3 separate regions of the Rattus norvegicus genome follow, and all the other regions are linked to region 2. Evidence: chromatin contacts called from public Hi-C data. All regions are on one chromosome and are shown on one strand. Each heading gives the region's core, a stretch centred on a gene start, on an enhancer-like site or on the middle of the called end of the contact. The rest is flanking DNA. Distances are from core to core; before and after follow the strand shown. Region 1 holds the start of Tmem270 (transmembrane protein 270). Region 2 has its middle 13 kb from the start of Cldn4. Region 3 holds the start of LOC103691506 (claudin-4-like).

The links. Hi-C and Micro-C count contacts between places; a contact is called where the count stands out from the background.
Region 1: a Hi-C map of kidney shows a contact between it and region 2, with 2.5 times the contacts expected there. The contact joins the promoter of Tmem270 here to the enhancer-like site in region 2. A contact is called at or near these places in 11 of 12 Hi-C or Micro-C datasets (the A7r5 cell line, the Rat2 cell line, Schwann cells and 7 more).
Region 3: a contact with region 2 is called in a Hi-C map of the A7r5 cell line, with 1.8 times the contacts expected there. The contact joins the promoter of LOC103691506 here to the enhancer-like site in region 2. A contact is called at or near these places in 8 of 12 Hi-C or Micro-C datasets (the A7r5 cell line, the Rat2 cell line, frontal cortex and 4 more).

Annotation. Positions count from the first base shown.
Region 1 is chr12:27,428,486-27,432,321 of GRCr8, forward strand. It overlaps Tmem270 (transmembrane protein 270), which reads left to right and starts at 1,607. Exons shown (of 3, transcript XM_006249213.5): 1 at 1,607-1,878. The coding sequence starts at 1,699. It overlaps LOC120095920 (a long non-coding RNA gene), which reads right to left. Exons shown (of 4, transcript XR_010056500.1): 3 at 1,954-3,836; 4 at 1,119-1,741.
Region 2 is chr12:27,373,274-27,377,018 of GRCr8, forward strand. No RefSeq gene overlaps it. Among named protein-coding and RNA genes, the nearest start is that of Cldn4, 13 kb to the right of the region's middle. Within about 2 kb of position 1,433, at least 9 of the 93 cell types and tissues checked have an H3K27ac peak or open chromatin away from gene starts, as enhancers often do. A contact at or near this core is called in the A7r5 cell line and kidney, where this site is marked.
Region 3 is chr12:27,410,490-27,414,727 of GRCr8, forward strand. It overlaps LOC103691506 (claudin-4-like), which reads left to right and starts at 2,097. Exons shown (of 2, transcript XM_008769186.1): 1 at 2,097-2,120; 2 at 2,190-2,753. The coding sequence starts at 2,097. The coding sequence ends at 2,753.

The DNA.
Region 1 (3,836 bases), core at 357-2,856, 55 kb after region 2:
CATGTGTTTTATGGGCAGCTTTGTATGGTCATATCCTGTATGAATCTTGGAGATCCTGCATCAGGCTCTGGGCTCTGCATGAATTTATATTTGCCCCCTAAAGTCACTGGTGCATGATGTGCTCCTGACTCTTTTGTTTTTGCTAAGGAAGGGGAGATAGCATCTCAGGGTGCCTTTGATTCACATCCCCACCCCCACCCCCACCCCCGATTGCTAACACGATTTGAGATTTGACCATCTTTGCACAAACCTCATGGGTGGTTCTTTCCGTTCCTTTTGTTGTTAACTATCTTTGCCCACGCTCCATCAGGCCCTTTGCCTTAAAAAAAGATTTTAAGCTTTCCTCCCTCCCTCCCTCCCTCCTTCTTTTCTTTTCATTTTTCTTCTTTCTTGCTGTGGTCTTGCCTGTGGAGATGAGAGGGCATCTTGGGGCAGTAGTTTTTATTTTTCCAACATGTGGGTTCTGCGGATGGAGCTAAAGTGGTTGGTATTAAGTACTTTAACCTTGACCTCTGATATCTCTCCCTCCTTCCCTCTCCCCCACCCTTTCCTCCCTCCCTCCCTCCCCCTCCCTCCTTCCCTCCCTCCCTCCCTTCTTTCTTTCTTTCTTTCTTTCTTTCTTTCTTTCTTTCTTTCTTTCTTTCTTTCTTTCTTTCTTTCTCCATATTGGAGTGAAACTCAGTCTCTTGCACATGCTAGCCATATACTTTATTCACCACCTCCAAATTTCAGCAGTTGCTTCTCTCCTTAAACCATGTGTGTCTCCAGTCTGGGTTCAAATGCAAGTCAATAGTCCTGACAGCAAGTGCTTTACCTCCTGACCTGGTATTTGATTCCTTCTTTCCTCTCTTTCTTTTTGAGACAGGATCTCTGTCTCTGTCTCTGTCTCTCCTCCCCTCTCGTTATTTCAAGACAGGGTCTCTCTGCGTACCTTGGCTGTCCTGGAACTCACAACGTAGACCAAGCTGGTCTTAAACCCAGAGGTCCCCTTTGCCTCTTGCCTCACAACTGTTGGTATTAAAGGCATGTGCCACCGTGCCTGGCTCCATTATTTTATTTCGAATTCGTTCTTTCATTATTTTCTGGAGTTTACAAAAATCATCGATATGACACCACGCACATTCATATGGGAACTTTTATTTTTATCTCGCTGAAAATGGCTCTTTTCAAGTTGCATAAATTAAAAAACAATCACGTTAAAAGACTTGAAATAGCATGTGGGGCAGAAGACTCAGAAGTTAGCCTCAGATACCTAGAGAAATGGAGGCCTGGCAGGGTGCGTGGCTTGCAGAGTCCTGGCCTCAATCCCCAGTTCTGCACAAATAATGAGAGAGCTAAATAAGGGGAAGACTCTGCATCTCATTATCTCGGGTTGGTTTCCTTCTTGTAACCCAGGCATTGACAGGAAATCCACAAGGATCTCTCAGGTGCCTCAAGGAGGTTGCTACCAGGAAATCAGCCTTGCAAAATGAGAAACATTCACGTGCCTTCCAAGGGCCCTGCTCCCCCCTGCGGTGTCTTCTGCCCCCGCGCGACCACATCCCGGTACTGCACCCGCTCGGAGCTCTTTTAGGTCTTGCTCTGGGGATGAGATCATACTTCTCCAGAGAGAGAAGCGGAATGGCGCCCCCTGGCGCGGTGCAGGGGAGCATACACCGATTCCTTTGTGCTCTCAGCTGGTCCTTCCTGGTTCTCTGAATGGAGAAACTCCAAGACTGCACACTCATTCTCCAGCCTGAAACTGATGGGGACAGGGAAGGGACAGGGAAGGGACAGGGAGAGAGGCCTGGTGGTGAGGATAATGGGGTGTCAGTTGAGGAAGCTAAGCTGGGGCTTCTCCTATGGCAAATCTGCTACCCTCAGGGTCCGATCTGGAAGGTAAGTCCATACAGATTTGTTCTCCTCATCCCTCCTTCATTTTGTCCTTCTTTCTCCACATCCCCGTCTCCCTACCTCTCCACCACCCATGTCTGGCAGATAAACTGAGTAGATAGAGAATTGATCCTAGGGATCAGTTATCCGGTCTGTGATGACCTTGTAGCCAGACTTGAGCTCAGAGGAGCAGGTAAGGGGATCAGTGGAAAAGGGTAGTGTGTCATGTGGCAACTGGGTCCCCATGGCAACTGGACCCCCACCCTGTGGCATCTGTGAGGTCACCCTGCCTCTCCTGGCTGGAGGAATGGACGGAGGCCAGACATGGAGGCCGCTCCCCGGGTCAGATTTGGCCTTCCTAGAATTCTCCTGCAGGTTGGGAAGCTCTCTGCGCTGGTAAGCATGGTGCGAATAGGGGACCTGTAGAGAGCCAGCCATTTCCAGCCCCCAAGGGGTAAAGGGCTAACTCCAGAGTATTGTGGCATGGCTGTCTACCCACAATCTCACCTCTTTCCCCTCCCCTACCCCTCTTCTCTTCCCTCTTCCCCATATACCTGTGTGTGTGTGTGTGTGTGTGTGTGTGTGTGTGTGTGTGTGTGTGTATTTGAGACAAGGTCTTATTATGTAGCCCTGGTGTCCCCGTACTTGCTATGTAGACCAGGGTGGCCTTGAACTCATAGAGATCTGCCTGTCTCTGCCTCCCCTGTGCTGAGACTAAAGATATACTCATCATTACACCTGGCTCTTTCTTTCCCATATATATGTGTGTGTATATATATATTATATATATATATATATGTATTGTGTGTGTGTGTGTGTGTGTGTGTGTGTGTGTGTGTTGAAAGTCAGTTCTCCCCTTCCACCGTGTGGGTCCTGGGGGGATTGAACTCAGGTTGTCAGGCTTGGCAGCAAGCGCCTTTAGCTGCTGAGCCATCTCATTGGCCTACTTTCACCTTTTCTTTCTTTCCCTTCCCCTTCTCCCTCCCCTGCTTCCTCCTTTTCTTTCTCTCCTGTCTTTCCAGTGTCTTAGTCTGTGGGTATAGGTATGATGCATGTACATGTGTGCAAATGCCTGTGTGTGCACATGGAAACCAGAGGAGGACGCTCTCTCTCCTTTATTTCTTTGATCCATGGAACTTGGAGCTGATAGATTTGTTTGTTAATTTTATTTTGTTAGGCAGTTTTGCAAGCCCCAGAGATCCTCCTGTCTTCAACAACACCTTCAGTACTGGGATTGCATGCATGTACTGGGCCATATATGCCCTGGGCCATGTGTGCACTGGGCCATGCCTGCCCTGACTTATGATGTTGGCACTGAGGCTGGATATCCTCATGCTTCAGCAGCAAGAACTCTCTCCTCCTCCCTCCCCTCCTCCCCTCCTTCTCCTCCCCCTCCTCCTCTCCCTCCCTCTCCTCCTTCTCTCCCCCGATTCCCCCTCCTCCTCTTCCTCCTCCTACTCTTCCTTCTCCTCTTTCTCTTCCTCTTCCTCCTTGTTGCCAGTGTGATCCTCCTCCTTTTTTCTGTGTAGCCCTGGCTGTCCTGGAACTCTGTAGACTATGCTTGACTAGAACTCAGAGACCCACTTACTTCTGCCTCCTGAGTGCCGGGAGTAAAGGTGTTAACACCACTGCCTGGCTTCAGCAGTGAGCACTCTCAATTACGGAGTCATTTCTCTAGTCCTCTCTCTTTCTCCTCTTTCTCTTCCTCTTCCTCCTTACCTCCTCGCTGTCTCACTATGTGGTCCAGGCTGGCCTGAAACTCACCACTGTAGCCTAGGCTAGTTCCAAAACGTACTGTATAGCCCAGGCTGGCCTTGAACTTCTGACCTCTGCTTAACGGCAGTCGTGAGCCCCATGCTTGGCTTTCTATCCTGGTCCTTCAGAACCCACAGTTCCCAGATGGTCCCATAGATATTGGGTATTAGGGGGTCGGTCCAGGTTGATCATCTCTGTCACCTATGGGC
Region 2 (3,745 bases), core at 183-2,682:
GGGTGTGGCTCAGTGGTAGAGTACCTGCCTAGAATCCCCCAGTGAGAGGCTGGGGGCGTGGCTCAGTGGTAGAGCCCCTGCCTAGAATCCCCCAATGAGGGGCTGAGGGAGTGGCGTAGTGGTAGAGTGCTTGCCAGTAGTAGAAAGCCCTGGGTCAGGGCACTACATAAAGGAAAGCAGGCAGACAAGAAGGGAAGGAGGGAAAAAGACAGACAGAGAGAAACGCAGAGGTCATGTGCTATACACCTAGCTGTGTGGGACATGGTAGTGTGGGGTCCAGAGAGGCAGAGGTAGCCCTGTGGCAGTTGGCCACCTCCCTGGATCTTGTATGCAAAGAAGCAGGGGCGTGTGCGAACAATGTCGGGGAGGATGAGAGGTAGGGCAGGAAGGTGGAACTGAGGAACCTTTAGGAAGCCTTCAAACATCCCAGCCCGCTCGGTTAAGCCCTGGCATAAAAAGAACATTGAATAATTAAAGAGTTCAAAACTAACCACAAGCTTGGCTGCTCTTGGCTCTGCTCCACCTCCTGTCCCCAGGGGATGCAGCAGGTCGCAGTGGGTTGTGCCCTTCCCTGGGAGCTGAGAGCCAGCAGGAAGTCAGAGCAGCTGCTTCCTAGGCCAGTGTGAGGTGCAGGTGGCAAAGGGAGAAGGCTGGGGAGATGGCTCAGCGGGTGAGCTATTTGCTGCACAGATGTGAAATCCCAAATTGGGATCCCCAGAACCCATGCTGGACTTGACGACTCCTGCTTATAACTGCGCTGGGGAGGTAGGACAAACAGATCCACAGGGCTCTCTAAGCTCAATCAGGGAGTCCAAGTCAAAGGGAGTGACCCTGTCTCAACAAACAAGGTGGGCTGGTAAAATGGCTCCTTAGGTAAGCCGGCTTCCTTCTCAAGCCTGAGGAAACCTCTCAGGTCGAGCCAGCCCCCGTGTGAAATGAAAACAAAGGGCCAGCAAGGTCTTAACAGGTAAAGAGGCTTTCCCCTAAGCCTCAAGACCTGGGTTTGGTTCCTGGGGTCAATTGAGGAAGATAGTTGAGATTGACATCTCACACACACACACACACACACACACACACACACACACACACACACACACACACACACACACACGAACACATATATGGACACTGGTGCACACACACAGACACGTATGGACAAACATGGACACGTGTAAACACATATGCCCATATAAATGAACACAAAGCTAAAGCTGGATTTTCAGGGCCCAGGAAGAATCCGTGGGTGGCAGGAGAGAGTATTTTCCGTGCTGGGGGCAACGTCATAAGTTGAAGTACGGAGCAGGACAGAGGGCAGGCTGGGCCTCTGCACCTGTAAACAGGGAGGAGAAATACAACCTCTGAGTCACTCAGGGCTGCAGTCATTTAGACTTTTGATCCCTGGACTCCTTGGGTTTTGTCCTTGTCACAGCTGACTCACTGGCTGTCTACCAGGGAGTCTCGTGGTCAGTCTGCTAGTTTCTCTCAGCCTCTCCATGTGTCATAGAGACAGCGAGCTTCTCTCTCTGCAAACTGACGTCATCAGGTTTGTGACCGGTGCGGGGAGCTCATCCTATAGCCTCCCATGTTCCAAGAGGACGCGGCATGGAGGATCCCAAACTCGCCCCTACTCAGCCCACTGGACACACTCAGGGCTAGCGAGCTGATTCAGGAGGTCAGGACTGGTCCTGCCTCGGACAGACTCTCTCCTTCCCTAGCTCCTTTTGTTTGATGCCCTACCCACGGCTCTTCGATCAACCCAATGCCTGGCCCAGTTACTCCTGCCAACCACAAATGGTCAGGGTGTTCAAAACCCACCCACGCTGGGCCTGGTAATGGAGGCCTATTAACCCGGCTACTGAGGCAGAGAATCGAAAGTTCAAGGCTTTCCTAGGGTATAGGATAATTTAGTGGAACTCCGTCTCAAAATATAAATGGGGCTAGAAGATGGTTAAAAAAATGTACTGCTCTTTCAGAGGACAGAGTTTTATTTGTTTTCTGAATATATATATATATATTCTGAACACATATATATATATACATATGTGTGTGTGTGTGTGTGTGTGTGTGTGTATGTGTGTGTGCACACACAAAGTTACAGGAAGCTGTGAGCTGTCTGACCAGCCTGGTTTACAGAGTGAGTTCCAAGACAGGCAGGGTTACACAGAGAAACTCTGTCTCAAAAACAAAAACAAGCAAACAAAAAGCCAACACATAAACAAACAAACAAAAAAGATAGAAAGGGCTGGTTATGTGCTCAGTGGTTATAACTTCTTAGAAGCCTTTAGATATGGGAGACAAACGAAAATCAGAAAACCAAAGAGCATCTCCCATGCTGGTCTGGTCATTACAGCTTGGGATGTCACATCAGCTCCCAGAGCCTTGTTTATTTTTATTTTTTATTTTTATTCTGCTCTGGCAGTTTAGCAGGGAGCTAAGTCCAATGCCTCTTTTAGAAAGGCTACTAGCCCAGGGCCCAGCCTATACCCAGCAGGTTCTTAGGAAAATTTGCTGACACTGAGGTTTCTCAGCCTGGGGAGGCTGCAGGGTAAACAGAGCCAGGGTATCGGATAAGAGAGGCTTGAGGGTCCTGGAGCTGTGTGGGGCTGAAGGGCTACCTCTCAAAGCCAGCACAGACATATAGCCTTTAGAGACCAGGGGTGAGGCTGATAGTCACTGGTGACAGAAATGGGGGTCATGGGATAGTGGCCAAGGTCCTGTGCAAATACAGAGTAATGTCAGGGGAGGAGCCAAAGGCCTTGGCCATTGCTTAACTGTGCTCTAGACCCTCAGGGAGGGATTCTGGGCTGGTGCTCTACCACTGAGACACACCCCAGCACCTCATGGGGAGGGAAATCCAGGGAAATTAACTAATTCCAGGGAAAGTAATTTAACAGCTGTCTTTGGGGTGACTAAGTCTACTACATCCCTGTTCCTGTTTCTCCTCTCTGAGCCCTCCCCCCTCTCTCCCTCCACACGCTGTACCATCCTGCCTTGGCCCTGGGACTCCAGCCACGAGGCAGTAAAGTGTCTTTTTCAATTCCTTAGAAACACGGCCACCTCCACCCCAGGCCATGTAGGGCTCGGCACTTGCCTGGCTAGTCTAGCCAGGCTGGGCAGCCAGGCCTGTCATTACCTGGCCTCAGACCTTAGGGGTGGGTGGCCTACCCATTCAGGCTGCCCGGTAAGGGAGGGCTGGGGAGTCCCATGCTAGGTCAGTACTCTATCATTAGCCACATCCCCAGCCCTGGTTTTATTCTTCTTTTGTGTGTTCGTGTACATGTGTGTCTAAGTATGTCAATGCACATGTAGAGAGGTCAGAAGTCAACCTCTGGTACCATGCTTAGGAGACAGTGACTGTGTGTGTGTGTGTGTGTTTATGTGTGTGTATGTATGTGTGTGTGTGTACGTGTATGTGTGTGTATGTATGTGTACGTGTGTGTATGTATATGTGTGTGTATATGTGTGTATGTGTATGTGTGTGTATGTATGTGTATCTGTGTGTGTGCGTGTTTATGTGTGTGTATGTATGTGTGTTTATGTGTGTGTACGTGTGTGTATGTATGTGTATGTGTGTGTATGTATGTGTACATGTGTGTATGTATATGTGTGTATATGCGTGTATGTGTTTATATGTGCATGTATGTGAGTGTGTGTGTGTATATGTGTGTATGTGTATGTGTGTGTATGTATGTGTATGTATCTGTGTGTGTGCGTGTTTATGTGTGTGTATGTATGTGTACGTGTG
Region 3 (4,238 bases), core at 847-3,346, 38 kb after region 2:
GAAGTGAAGGCCGGTGCTAGACCAGCAGGGCTTGGTGAGCTCATCTACCCCACCACAGCCTCCGTGACCCCAAGAACACCCTTCCCAACCCCACACAGAAGGTAGCTCCAGTGGGAAGCATGTTGTGACTGTCCCTTTCCTAGGCTGTCGGGGTCAGGGTAAGGCACGGCACGCAGGATGTGAGCATGGATTCTAGGCTGGGGTGAGCCTCTGAGCCTTACATGGCCTGGTGCATGGGTGCAGAGCAGAAAAGGGCTTTTGTTTTGTTTTGTTTTTTTTCCCATGGACTTCCTCTGTCCTTCTCTTCCTGGTCTCTCATTGTGTGTGTCACAGGCCATTGTCAAATTCCCCTCTCTACATCTGTCTCAAACTGGGAAGTGGTTGCCCTGTCATCTTGCCACAGAGAAGGAAGTGGAGGTAGGATTTCCTGAGCCTAGGGGTCACTGCGGGGGTCATTCCCAGTTGTCAATCTGACTCTATTTGGAATAAATCACAATCCAGAAATGGAGGCCACACCTGTGATCCAGATCCTGAGGCTGGAAGACAGAGGCTTCTGACCCGGAGCTTGATGAGAGGAGGTGGTCACATATGCTTAGGCCCAGGCAAGGGGAAACACACCTTCAGTCCCAGGAGACAGAGGCAAGCAGAGCTCTGAGTTCAAGGCCAGCCTAGGATAGAGCAAGTTCCTAGTAAAGAATTGCTTAAGTCCAGGTGTGGTGGTACACACCTTTGCTCTGGGCCACACCTTATGCTGGAGGCCTTCACAAGGACAATGGAAGAAGGCGGGTTCCCTCTTTTTCACCTGCTTGCTCTTACTTGCCAGCACATCTATTGGAGTCTTTCTTCAGGATCAAAAACCTGAGTCCTTGGTAGAGCGCTTGCCTAGCAAGTGCAAGGCCCTAGGTTCGATCCTCAGCTCCGGAGAAAAACAAAAAAAAAACAAAAAAAAAAAACCAAAAACAAACAAACAAACAAAAAAAACCAAAACAAAAACCTGAGTCCTCAGAGTCTCCTGCAAGGCTTCAAGGCTCTCTATGTTTCCTTCCTTCCTTCCTTCCTTGTTTTTTTTTTTTTTTTTTTTTTGGTTGGTTCTTTTTTTCGGAGCTGGGGACCGAACCCAGGGCCTTGCGCTTCCTAGGCAAGCACTCTACCACTGAGCTAAATCCCCAACCCCCTTCCTTGTTTTGAGACAGGGTTTCTCTGTGTAGGCCTGGCTGTCCTGGAACTCTGTAGACCAGGCTGGTCTCGAACTCAGGGATCCACCTGCCACTGCCTCACGATCACTGGGATTGAAGGCGTGTGCCACCATTGCTTGGCTCCATGGTTCTTCCTCCTGAAGCCTGTGATGATGAGGAATGAGGGAATGCTGACTCCTGTCTTAAGTCCTGAACCTGGCTGAGACGTTCTGACCCCACCTCTTCACCCCACATGTGAGTGTCTGGAGATGCCTTGAGTATCCATTCCTGAGTTCACTGTGAGAAAGAAGTCTACCAGCCTGTCTGCCACCCTCCCCTCAGCGCCCTCTGTCTTCTCTCTCCTGAGACTGTGTCTTATGTAGCCCAGGGTGGCCTTACTCTATGTATCTGAGGATGAATTTAAACTCCTGATCCCTGGGCTTCACTCCTGAATGCTGGCACTACAGGGCGTGGCCACCACAGCTGGCTTCGCAATCCCGGGGATAAGATAAGAGCTTTAGATCCATGCTAGGGAGTTACTCTACCCACTGAACCACATCACTAGCCCCAAGAGTGGTTACTTGATACAGGATGGTGACTCTTGCACCTTGGAATGTCTTTGTTAGCTTGGTCTCAGATAATCAGAGAAAGGTTAGCATGCTGGTGACCAGCAAGGGAAATGAAGCTCTGGCCTCCCTCCTGCCCCCTGCTGACAGGAAGGAAGTTCTTTTTTTCCCCCTTGGTTTTCAAAACCTGGCTGTCCTGAAACTCACACTGGGAACCAGGCTGGCCTCAGAGTCACCGAGATCCACTGCCTGGCAGGAAGGACATTCTGTGGGCAAACTTGTCGCCCTGTCCATTTCAGTCTCTGGAGACAGCAGCAGCTCAGACGGACTTCCACTGCTCAGCACAAACCGTGCTATGGCTTCCCTAGGGCAGCAGGCGGTGGGCGTCTTTCTGGTCACAAAGGGCAGGGTGTGAGCCATACTGAGCTGTCTTCTGCCCAACTGGCAGGTGATAGAATTTTCTGGTAGTGACATCATCAGACAGTCAACTATCTGGAAGGGCTTGTGGAAGTCCTGTGTGGCACAAGAGGGTCACCAGACTCAGTGCAAGGCCTATGACTCCCTGCTGGGACGTCCTGAGTCTTGGCAGAAGTCTCGGGTCCTCATGGTCACGTGTATCATCACAGCTGGACTGGGTTTGCTTCTGTGCGTGGTCCGGAGCAAGTGTTTGAAGTGTGTGGAGGAGGAGAACACCAAAGCCAAGATCAGGATGGGGGCAGGGGCATTGTGCCTGCTGGCTGGCCTGCTAGTGACGGTGTCTGTGTCCTGGGTAACACACGACATCATGCAAGGATTCTCCAGCCGGCTGATCCCCTCCGTGCAGAAGGGAAAGATGGGTGCTGTCCTCTACATTGGCTGGGCCAGCTCAGGATTGCTGCTTCTAGGAGGACCCTTGCTCTCCTGCAACTGCTCACCCCTCACTGACCGCCGTCACTCAGTCAGGTACCAAGCGGCCAGCTCCAGCATCGTCTGTAACAGTGGTCTCAACCCTCCTAATGCGGCGACCCTCTAATGCAGTTCCTCATGTTGTGGCGACCCCCAACCATAAAATTATTTCTGCTTGCTATTTCACAGCTATAATTTTGCTAACTTCATGAGCCGTAATGTAAAGTAAATATTTTTGGAGATAGAAGTTTGTCAAAGGGGCCATGAGAACCACTGACTATTCAGTAAGCCTGACACCTATTTTTCCGGGTGTCTGTTTGCTCTTGGATTGACCTCAGCATTTCCTGTGACCCTTCAGGACGGTCCTGCGAGGATCACTGACTGAGTCTGGCTGGCGGCTGGTGGTCCTAGGGAATTTTTTTTTTTTGACTCATTTTGACACCTTCCTAAGGCTTTCAATTGTCACCGAAAGTCACAGAGAGCTGTTGTCCTAGGAAACCGTCCAGTTACTGATCACGCGGGACCAGGAACCTCAACCCACGAGGGGACTCTGGATTGCTTTGCTGTGGTTGGGATGCTCGACAACCCTGGGAATTCAATGCACTGTTCGTCACATCAGGCTCCTCTCTAAATAAATGTCATCTACAGAATTGCTTGCTAACTGATGCTTACCTGAGCTGGAGCGTTCCACTGGTCCTTGTCCCAGACACTTGGAAGCTGTGACTGGTAGGAGATGGGAGAGGTGCCCGTGTGAGGGCAGCATGGACAGTTCTACGCCCATGGTGACTTCCAGAAACCCAGGTGTCTTCATTACTGTGACAGAATAGTTGGCAAAGCAATTTAAGGAAGGATGGGTTTACTCAGCGTGTAGTGCCAGAGCTCAGACCGTAATGGTGGGGAAGGCACGGCAGCAGGAGCCTGAGGCGGCTGCTCACGTTGCATCCAGGGTCAGGAAGCAGCGAGAGAAGGATGTGGGTGTCAGATGGCTTTCTTCTTTTTATTCAGTCTGGGACCCGGTCCCCACGGGGAAGGTGTCAAGCACAATCAGGGTGGGTCTTCCCACCTCAGTTAAGTTACTATAGAAACTTCCTCACAGGCCTGCTAAGAGGTTTGTGTCCATAGTGATTCCAGAGTTAACAAAATTAACATTCCCCTGAGTAGAGCACTGTAGGTAACCTGACTGTCTCTGAGCGTACCCACCATCACTACTTCATGGTCGGTCCCTATGTGTGGGGTGGAGAAGGAGGATGACCCCTTTATATGTTGTGGACTCAGATCTTCCTTGAATCAATCTAGTACCAGTGATGGACACGGGTTGGGATGAGGCACACCAAGCCATCTCTGCAGGGTGCTGAGCGCATGGAGGAGGTGAGGTGTGTCCAGTCTTGGGCTAACGTCAGGCCCAGCGAGAATTATCACCGAGTATTCAGCATGGGGATGGAGACTGGGTAGGGGATGGGGGCTTTCTTGGTGGGAGGGGGGTGGGACAAGGGGTGACCTTGGAGCGTCTGTCGCGTGGGCAGGGAGGGGTCTCCTAGGCTGTGCAGTTAAGACCAGTGAAAGAGCGAGCAGCTCGGCAGAAGAAAGCTCCCTCTGCTTGGGAAGGTGTAGA